Regions from separate parts of the Mus musculus genome. Here region 2 is linked to region 1. A link is a contact called in public HiCAR-type data. All regions are on one chromosome and are shown on one strand. Each heading gives the region's core, a stretch centred on a gene start, on an enhancer-like site or on the middle of the called end of the contact. The rest is flanking DNA. Distances are from core to core; before and after follow the strand shown. Region 1 holds the start of Lime1 (Lck interacting transmembrane adaptor 1). Region 2 holds the start of Pcmtd2 (protein-L-isoaspartate (D-aspartate) O-methyltransferase domain containing 2).

The links. HiCAR-type assays count read pairs that join an accessible place to other places.
Region 2: a contact with region 1 is called in a HiCAR-type map of astrocytes, with 2.8 times the contacts expected there. The contact joins the promoter of Pcmtd2 here to the promoter of Lime1 in region 1. A contact is called at or near these places in 1 of 39 promoter capture datasets (pre-B cells), 2 of 484 Hi-C or Micro-C datasets (CD8 T cells and neural progenitor cells), 1 of 115 datasets of contacts at active chromatin or transcription factors (astrocytes) and 1 of 9 other capture datasets (liver).

The regions. Positions count from the first base shown.
Region 1 is chr2:181,379,031-181,383,102 of GRCm38.p6, reverse strand. Lime1 (Lck interacting transmembrane adaptor 1) reads right to left here and starts at 1,868. Exons shown (of 5, transcript NM_023684.2): 1 at 789-1,868; 2 at 559-616; 3 at 400-487; 4 at 1-304. The coding sequence starts at 886. Zgpat (zinc finger, CCCH-type with G patch domain) reads right to left here. Exons shown (of 6, transcript NM_001048148.1): 4 at 3,414-3,533; 5 at 2,924-3,329; 6 at 2,310-2,728. The coding sequence ends at 2,590. It also overlaps a transcript of Zbtb46 not described here.
Region 2 is chr2:181,836,201-181,840,272 of GRCm38.p6, reverse strand. Pcmtd2 (protein-L-isoaspartate (D-aspartate) O-methyltransferase domain containing 2) reads right to left here and starts at 2,419. Exons shown (of 7, transcript NM_153594.3): 1 at 2,289-2,419.

The DNA.
Region 1 (4,072 bases), core at 619-3,118:
CCTTTGTGCTTCTGGATGCAGGCATATTCGGCCCCAGGACCAAGCCTGGCACAACTAATGGTCAGCTGTGTTCCAGCCCACACCACAGGGCTAGCAGCCAGGCTGGCCCTGGGAATTGCAGCCAGCCCCACATTGGAATAAGTGGCCTCAGAGCTAGTAGAAGGTGCAGTTGCAGGAGCAGCAGGAGGGGCCCTGGGCAGCTGCCGTGGTGGGAAGGCAGAGTTGGGTACCTGAGACCTGGTGCTGCCCCTGGACATCTCTAGCCAGCGTGGATGCAGAAGATCCATGCTAGCAGGCCGTGGGGCTAGGGATGAAGTCAAGGCAGAAGTCACTGAGGGGCCAGCTCTAGTGGTGGGAGGCTGAAGCCAGCCCTACACTTATGGTTTCCCAGGAACTCACCTATGCTGGAGCGTGGGCCTCGGTGCAGCTCATGCAGTCTGGTGTCAGACTTGCTGAGGGAGCAGAGGTGGGTCTGTCTCAGCAGTGGCTAGGGAGCAAGGAAGGCTGGTTGATTCCCTGCTGTCTTCACCCTGGCCCCTGGGACAGTCTGGCACTCACCATTTCCACTGGTACCAAACTGTCCTGCAGCCCAGTTTGCTGCCTCTGAGCTCTCTTCCTGGGGGCAAGAGTGTTGTTAGTCTAGTAGGCAGAGGAAGGTGCACAGGTAGTCAGATGCTGGCCCAGGCTCAGTGTGGAAGCACATATAGAGCCGTCATATGGACTTCTCTATCGTGACTTCTGGCTCTGAACCATGCAGGGTGAGGGCAGACAGAATCCCAGGCACATACCTGTGGCAGGCTGTGCACAGTGCCCATAGCCAAAGGAGCAGGGAGAAGCAGCCCAGGACCCAGAGAGCTAGTGGGGCTGAAGGCACTGGTGGCCTCATCCTGTGAAACAGGGAAGAGAGCCCTGGGGACAGAAGAGATGAGCACTGGGGGCTGGCTGCGAGAGCAGTGTACAGCTGCAGCCTACTTGCAGATCTTGCCCACTAGTGGGTTCCTTCTCCCTGGTTGACTCAGCACACCGGAAACCCCCAAGCCTTGCATTTTTGCCGTGCTCTAGGGGGACCCACCTTTCCCTCTCTAGCTAGGGTTCCTGGTAAGAAGTGCTCTGCCTATCCCTGTTAGTTATCAGGAATGGAGATGGAGATAGAGGAGCATGGCCAGGGTAGCTATGACCTCAACTGAACAAGGGTGTATAACTGGAGCTCAAGCCCATCACCTGGGGAATCTCTGACTTCACTCTGACTCTGAGCCACAGACCACAGGTCTCACCTCCGGCCACCAATGCCCACAGAGTGACCCCTGTGTCAGGCAATCTTCCTAGACTACTCACTACAGAAAGGGTGGGTGGGGGAGGTGTGTGTCAATGAACAGGAGGAGCTGCTATGAGGGCCACGTACTCCCACCCTACTCCACACTTCCCGGGGCTCTGGGGCTTCCCTGGAGTTACCCTTTGCAGAGCTGATTAGGGTCTCACCCAGACGTTAAAGGTAAGTAAAATTGGGGTGAACAACAGCCTTCTGAGGTGAGGGCCTGTCTGTTCAGGCTTGGAGTGTAGGCTTCTTTCACTGAGTGGGCCCAAGCTGACTAACCTGGCTACAGCCAAGTTATCAATGGCCTAACCAGGCAGGGACTAACCCTCCCAGACCCCAGAGCATGGAGAGGCTTGGGGGCTGGCCCAGGATAAAGGGTGAGGGAGCACTTACCGAGGCCACCGGGGATTTGCTGCTTGGCCCTGTCTAGGACAGCCAGGAAGATCTTTGTGGGCTGCTGGTGACGCCTCACCTCACTTCCTGTGTTTCTCAGAGCACCTCCCAGCAGCCACACAGCTCTTGCGCAGTTGCTCCCACAGTCTCTGCTCTCCTCACACCTCATCATGGCTAATGCTATCACTAGGCAATTACCACAAAGACCAGCACAGTCCCCTCCACCCCAATGAGGCAGATACCCATTAATGAGGTGAACAAAGCAGGTGAACTGGATGGATTATCGTGGCAGCCAAAAACCAGAAATGAACCCCAAACCCACCCAAGCCAGGTCTGCCTGCTTTTCTCACTGACTGTATTCCTAAGGTGTTTCCATCTCACACACCCTACCTGCTTGTGAGTACTGGGACTGAAGAGCCACCTTAGGTTCTTACCCACTTGGTCAGAGAAGGGAAAAGGGAGAATGTTTTTCTCTTGGACTCTTGGACCCTAGACAGAGGCAGTGGCCTCATTTGGTACTCCCACTGCCCACCTGTCTACTCCCAGGACCTACACAGATCCCTGTGTCCCCAGAAATCCTGAAGCCAGCTGAGTCTCCACTGAGAGAATTGTGATGAAATCACTTTAATGTCCTAAGGAGACACCCCAAGACACTGGTAGGTGGGCTTGGTGGGCAGATAAGTGTTCAAAATCAGCCCTGATGTCCCACCTCTACTCAGCAGTGTTCACACTCTAGGCTGACAAGGCTAATTAAGGGGCATCCTAAGAAGGGGCTGGTTCCTCTTCCAGGTGCTGTTTAGGCATCAGGGTGACAGCTGTCTTTCTGCCAAGGCAGTTTGGAGCTGGGTCCCAGGGCTCTATCCACAATACAGGCAGGGCCGCTAGAACTCTGTCATCTTCCTGTGAGTGTCTGCCTTCCGCTGTTTCCTCTGTAGGTCAGCCTCCTGAGCACGCAGCTGACCCAGCTGCCGCTGGGCTCCCTCCAGCTTCTCCTGCAGATGGGCTGTCGTCATATTGTGCCTAGGGAGAGCCTGCTGGTCAGCATTGCCTCCTGGCTCCCCACTTCCAAGCCCTCAGCTGCTATAGCCAATGCCTGTCCTCTAATATCTAGACCACCTCAGACTCAGCTGCTACTCAGGTCAGGTAACCTTTAGCAGGTATCCTCTGGGCATAGCCACTGGAGCCCATACTGCCTCAGCTGGATCCCACACATACCGGCCAGTGTTCCGGGTTAGGGCCTCCTGGATGCCCCGGATGTCCCGTTGGGTCCGCTCAATCTTCTCCTCAGTCTGGAAGAGCTGCAGGCTCAAAGCCTGCTTGGCGCTCTTGCTGGCGTGATACATGTCTTTGTTCCTTCTCTCTGGGGTATCCACCCCAGCATCTGGGGTCCCAGGAACCTGGCTTTGCAGTTTTTCATTCAAAAAGTCAAACACATTCCGGGGGGGTGGGCGGCCCTCAGGTCTACTACCACTCCTCCGGCATTTTGGAGGCCTGTTGGACCCAGCCTGGCCTCGCTTTGTCTTCTTCTGCAGTATCTCTGCACACTGGTCCAGTGATTTCCCTCTAGGCAACACTACAGCATGGATGGGCTCCACCCGGCCTTCTGCATGCCGGCCCAAACCTGAGAAAGACAGAGGCTGTGCTACCTGCTAGACCTTGAGCTGTGTTAAGGACTCCCTCTCAACTCAGGGCAGCAGGCACTCACCCTTGCCAAACTCATAGCCCATCTTGACGAGGAGTTTGGAGCCAATGCCCCGTGTGTGTACCTCCCAGCCAGCAAAGGCAGAACTGCAGGTCCCAGTGTCCACCGTGCTTGGTTCCACCACTGCAGGAGACAGAGGATTCCAAGTTGTGGGCTCCAGCCAAGGTTACCCAAGAACTTAGTTCCTGTGTAGGGCCTGATCTCCTGGACTTGAGGTCCCCTCAAGTTCCCCAAGCATGCTGTGCACACTCCTGACAACTCTGTCTTTAGAGATGGCTGTATTGTAACCAATTTCCCTGCTTTAGCTTACTATCTGCCACCAATGACCAGAGCCCAGAAACCACCAATTCACATCACAGGTTCCCAGAAACATCTTCCTATCTTTATCCTAACCAACCCCTCAGGAAGACTATACGTTACCTACTAGTTCATTTCCTGAAACCTCTATCTCACCTGGATACATTTTCCGTTTGCCAAAATCTCTTCTGCCCTACCCACCAAGCATCCAAGCTCTAAATCTGGGAAGTCATCTGAAGAACCCACCCTTTCCTACATCTTACACTCAGTTACTTCCTGTGACTCCTTGGCAGATCTAGCAACAGCATTCTCGTCTCTCTACAGTGTGGTGCCACTTTGCTTCAGGGAATTCTGACTGTTGCATG
Region 2 (4,072 bases), core at 1,170-3,669, 460 kb before region 1:
AAGAACACCATTCTTTGTTAACTTCTTGTTAATACTTTGATAATCAAGTATAATGTGCATTGTGTTGGTAAACTGTCATATGCTGTTTAAGTCTGTTGAAAGTGGATGATGAGAGTGAGGACTCTCCTGTACCAACGCCAGTATGTTTGTTTCTAGTAGTCTCCAAATGTTCTCCAAAGTACCTCTTCCTGGAGCTTGGTGGGTACCTAATTCTATGATGGGTGAAAGGAAGAACAAAACAGCGCAAGAGTAAAACAATTTGTCCTTGAGAATAGCTAAAAGACTAGCCATTTACAAGACTGTTTATTGCATGGTATAAAAATGCCTTGGTAGAAACAAGAAACCAGAAGTTCAGCCATGGCAATCTCAAACATGGAGAGAAAAGAAAGTTCAATTGGTAACTCCAACCGACAGCCTCAACTTCTCCAGTTGATTTCTACTAGATGACTGTAAGTGCCCAACTTGATGATGTTATCTATCTACTATCTATCTATCTATTTTTCTTAACTTGGAAGCTTCACTTGGGTTCTCTATCAGGAATTTCAAATGGCTGCTTCAAATGGAATTTTCGCAGATGATTTCTGCTGTTACCTTTTGTTTGGTCTCTCAACTGTGCTATCCCAGTCATCCCTACTAAAGTGAATACTCAACTTGATGTTTTCTATCAACTACTTCTGTTACTAACTAGTTCTTTTACTTTTGCTTGCTATATATACTTAATAAATTCACTCATTTAAAACAGAAAGTGTGACTATTGTAGATCATTCTCTAGACTACACAGAACACCAAGGTAGCCCTATCAATTGCTTTTGGTGGAGAGTGGGTGAATAATGATAGAGTGTGGTACTTAGTATTAGCTTTGTCTGACAATCTAATATTGCCTTGCATAGAAGCATCACTACTTGCTGCTGAGATAGATGTGATCAGTCACCATGTCAAAAGAAAGAAAGAAAGCCCTAAAACATACTTGAAAATACTCTCTCCAAACCAAACAGTATCACTGCACAAGAATGCAGTGCAGTAGATTCCAACTGAAAGCAAAGAACTATTTTTTAGGAGATTGTCCTTCCTTTACTACCCTACGATACACACTTTGCTACTTGCTGTAATGCTTATTACAGTTCCCATTCAGAACTGATTAGCACAGGCCAACAGAAGAAAAGGGCATAGGAAAAAAACTGAGCAGCACAGGACCCCAAGTGGACAACAACAACACAAGTGAAGCTGGACTAAAGAACCCTGTTTCATATCTATACTGCGTTTGAAAAAACTGCGACAGCTGGCCCACAGTCAAGTGGATGTCACTTTCTTAGGGGATACCTTGCTAGGAACATGTATTCTAAACCATCATCCTGCCAGCAGAACGAGGAAAATAGCCAAGGCTTCTTGTCTTGAAAACCAGAACTCTTGGAGGGTGTGCCTCAAATGCATATCACTTGTGGTCTGCATCTGAATGAAAGCTGACCAGTAGTATGTACTGACTAGGGACAATTCCTACTGTTTCGTGCGTGGAAAAGCTTTGGGACTAACCGAAATTAAAAAAAAAAAGAAAAGAAAAGAAAAAAAGAAAAATGAGTCCCTTCTCCCAAGTCTCCCAGCAAGGTCTCAGAGGAGGATGGAGAAAAGCCAGGGCAAAAGGAGAGACCAAATGCCACCACCTCAAGAGGGCCCACTTCAATTCCCTTTATATATAATCAGTGCTGAGCCTCTTAAATACCTCGTTCTAGAGACAACCTACCAGACGTAATGGAGCCCACTTTAGCAATGTCTTCAATAAGAACAGAGAACAACAGTGCAGGGCCCAAGAGAGCAGAGGGCAGATACTCAAGATGACGGAGTTGATGGCAGAGGCACAGGCCTAATAAAGAAACAAAGGGTCCAGGCCCCAGGGGTTCTCTCCAGCTACTTTAGATCTTTCCCCAAAGGGGTCTTTTTTTTCTCCTCTGTAGGATACTCTGCCTTCTTCCCAATATCCACCCTAGGTATAATTTGTTTCAATCATGGTCAATGCCCGACTTGCCCTTGAGCTAATTGCAAACATTTCCTACTTAATTAGAAATAGGTTGTAGAACTAGAGCAATCAGATCCCAGAATTAGCAACAGGCGGGGGGTGGGGGGGCACGCTGGAGGGGAGGGAGGTGCTGGGCAGGGAGATGGGGGGGCGGGGGTGACAGGCGCTGGGGTTCGAAACTCTCGGAGATGGTAAGATACACGGACGCTGGGGAACGGGTAACCAGAGCTGGAGAAGGGATATGGAGGGAAGGGCCGAGGGGCAGAGACGGCTCTACCTCGGCGCTCAGCAGCCCCCGTATTGAGTCTCGGAGAGCAGTTCTTCAGACGCTTCTGTCGCTTCGGACGGACCTCAGCCGCTGTAAACATCCGCTGCTACCTCTGCGCGTGCGCGGGCTCTACCTGAACTGAGCATGTGCGGTTGGAGGACACTCTTAAAGGGGCAACGGCACAGCCCACGAGCCTGCCACTTTCCACCCACTGGTTTGAGTTAAGTGTGTCCCTGCCTGATTGGTCAGTCACTAGGTGGTCTCCGAGCATATCCCGGCCTAATGATATGAGAAGATGCTGGCGTGTCGACGGGAGAAGGGCATTTTGCCTGCTTATGTCCACTCAAGGACAAAGCCCCCACAGTAGAAAAGGCAGGAGTTAAGAAACAAGAGTGATAGATTGGGTCCACTCTCCTGCAGGAGTTACAACACAAATGACTGCCGGCCCTGACCCTGCCAGGCTACCTGGTCCAGGGGATGGCCATCTGCACACTTGAACCTTGAACCAGCAGTTCTGGCCACTTCTAAGAAACCTACAAAATAGACCAAAGTCTAAGTGATCTTTAGGGCTACCTTTCAAGATTGTTCTGAGTTTTTGTTCTATTTCATTGGGATTGCACATCTCCTCTATACTGCTTGGAGGGTACATGTTGAAGGAAGTAGTGTCAAGAAGGAAGGAGTCTGGACGCCTGAGTCAATAGCTGTAAGAAAGTCACTCAACCTGCAGTTGATTGTGGTACGAATGAGGAGAAAATGATTCTACTATTTTTTAAAGTTTGCGTGGGAAGGCTAAAGACCCGAACTAGATAACACAATATTGATCAAAAACAAAACAAAACAAAAGTATAGGCCTAACAACATCTGATTTCATGACTTACTATTAAAATTACAGTAATCAAGAGTCATATGGGGGAAATAAATTGATGCTATCAAATACAAAACTTAGGTTAGAGCTATACAAATATAGTAAACTCACCTTTGATAAGAGAACAAATACAATTCAATGGAGGAGTGCTGGTCTTTTCAACAAAAGATGCTGGAATAATTAGACATCCACGTGTAAAAATAATAGAGACATAGCTCTTCCAAATTTGATTTCCAGTACCCAAGACACTTGGCCTTTGCAGGCACTCAGGCATGTGCACACACACACACACACACACACACACACACACACACTTAAAGGTAAAATATATCTTTTTAACACTGGCATCATTTCTCTGTAAAATATACTGTCAGAAGAATAAAAAGGTAAGACATAGACTGAAAAACAATATTCCCAAAACACATATCTGATAAAGGATTTCTAAAAATCCTTAAAACTCAACAATAAGAAAATAAACAGCACAAATAGAAACGGGAAAAAGCTATGAACATATGACTCAGCAAAGGAAATATACAGATGGCAAATGAGCATATGAACATATCAACATAATTTGTCATTAGGTGATGCAGATTTATAAAACAATGAGATATCAATACACACCTATTAGAATAGCCAAAATTTATAAAATCTATAATTCACCAAATACTGGTGAGGATGTAGAGCAACAGCAGCACATCACTTTCATTGCTGGTGGGAATGAGCAATAATAAAGATACTCTGGAAAATAGTTTGTCAGTTTGCTACTGAACTAAGCAACGTCTTAGAAGATGTGACAGCAAACAAGTGTAATGCCAGCACTTAGTGGTGGAGGAAGAAGGACCAGGAGATTAAGGTCATACTTTGGCAGTGTAATAGGTTCAAGACTAGCCAGGGCTGTACAAAACTATTCCAACATACATAAAACTTT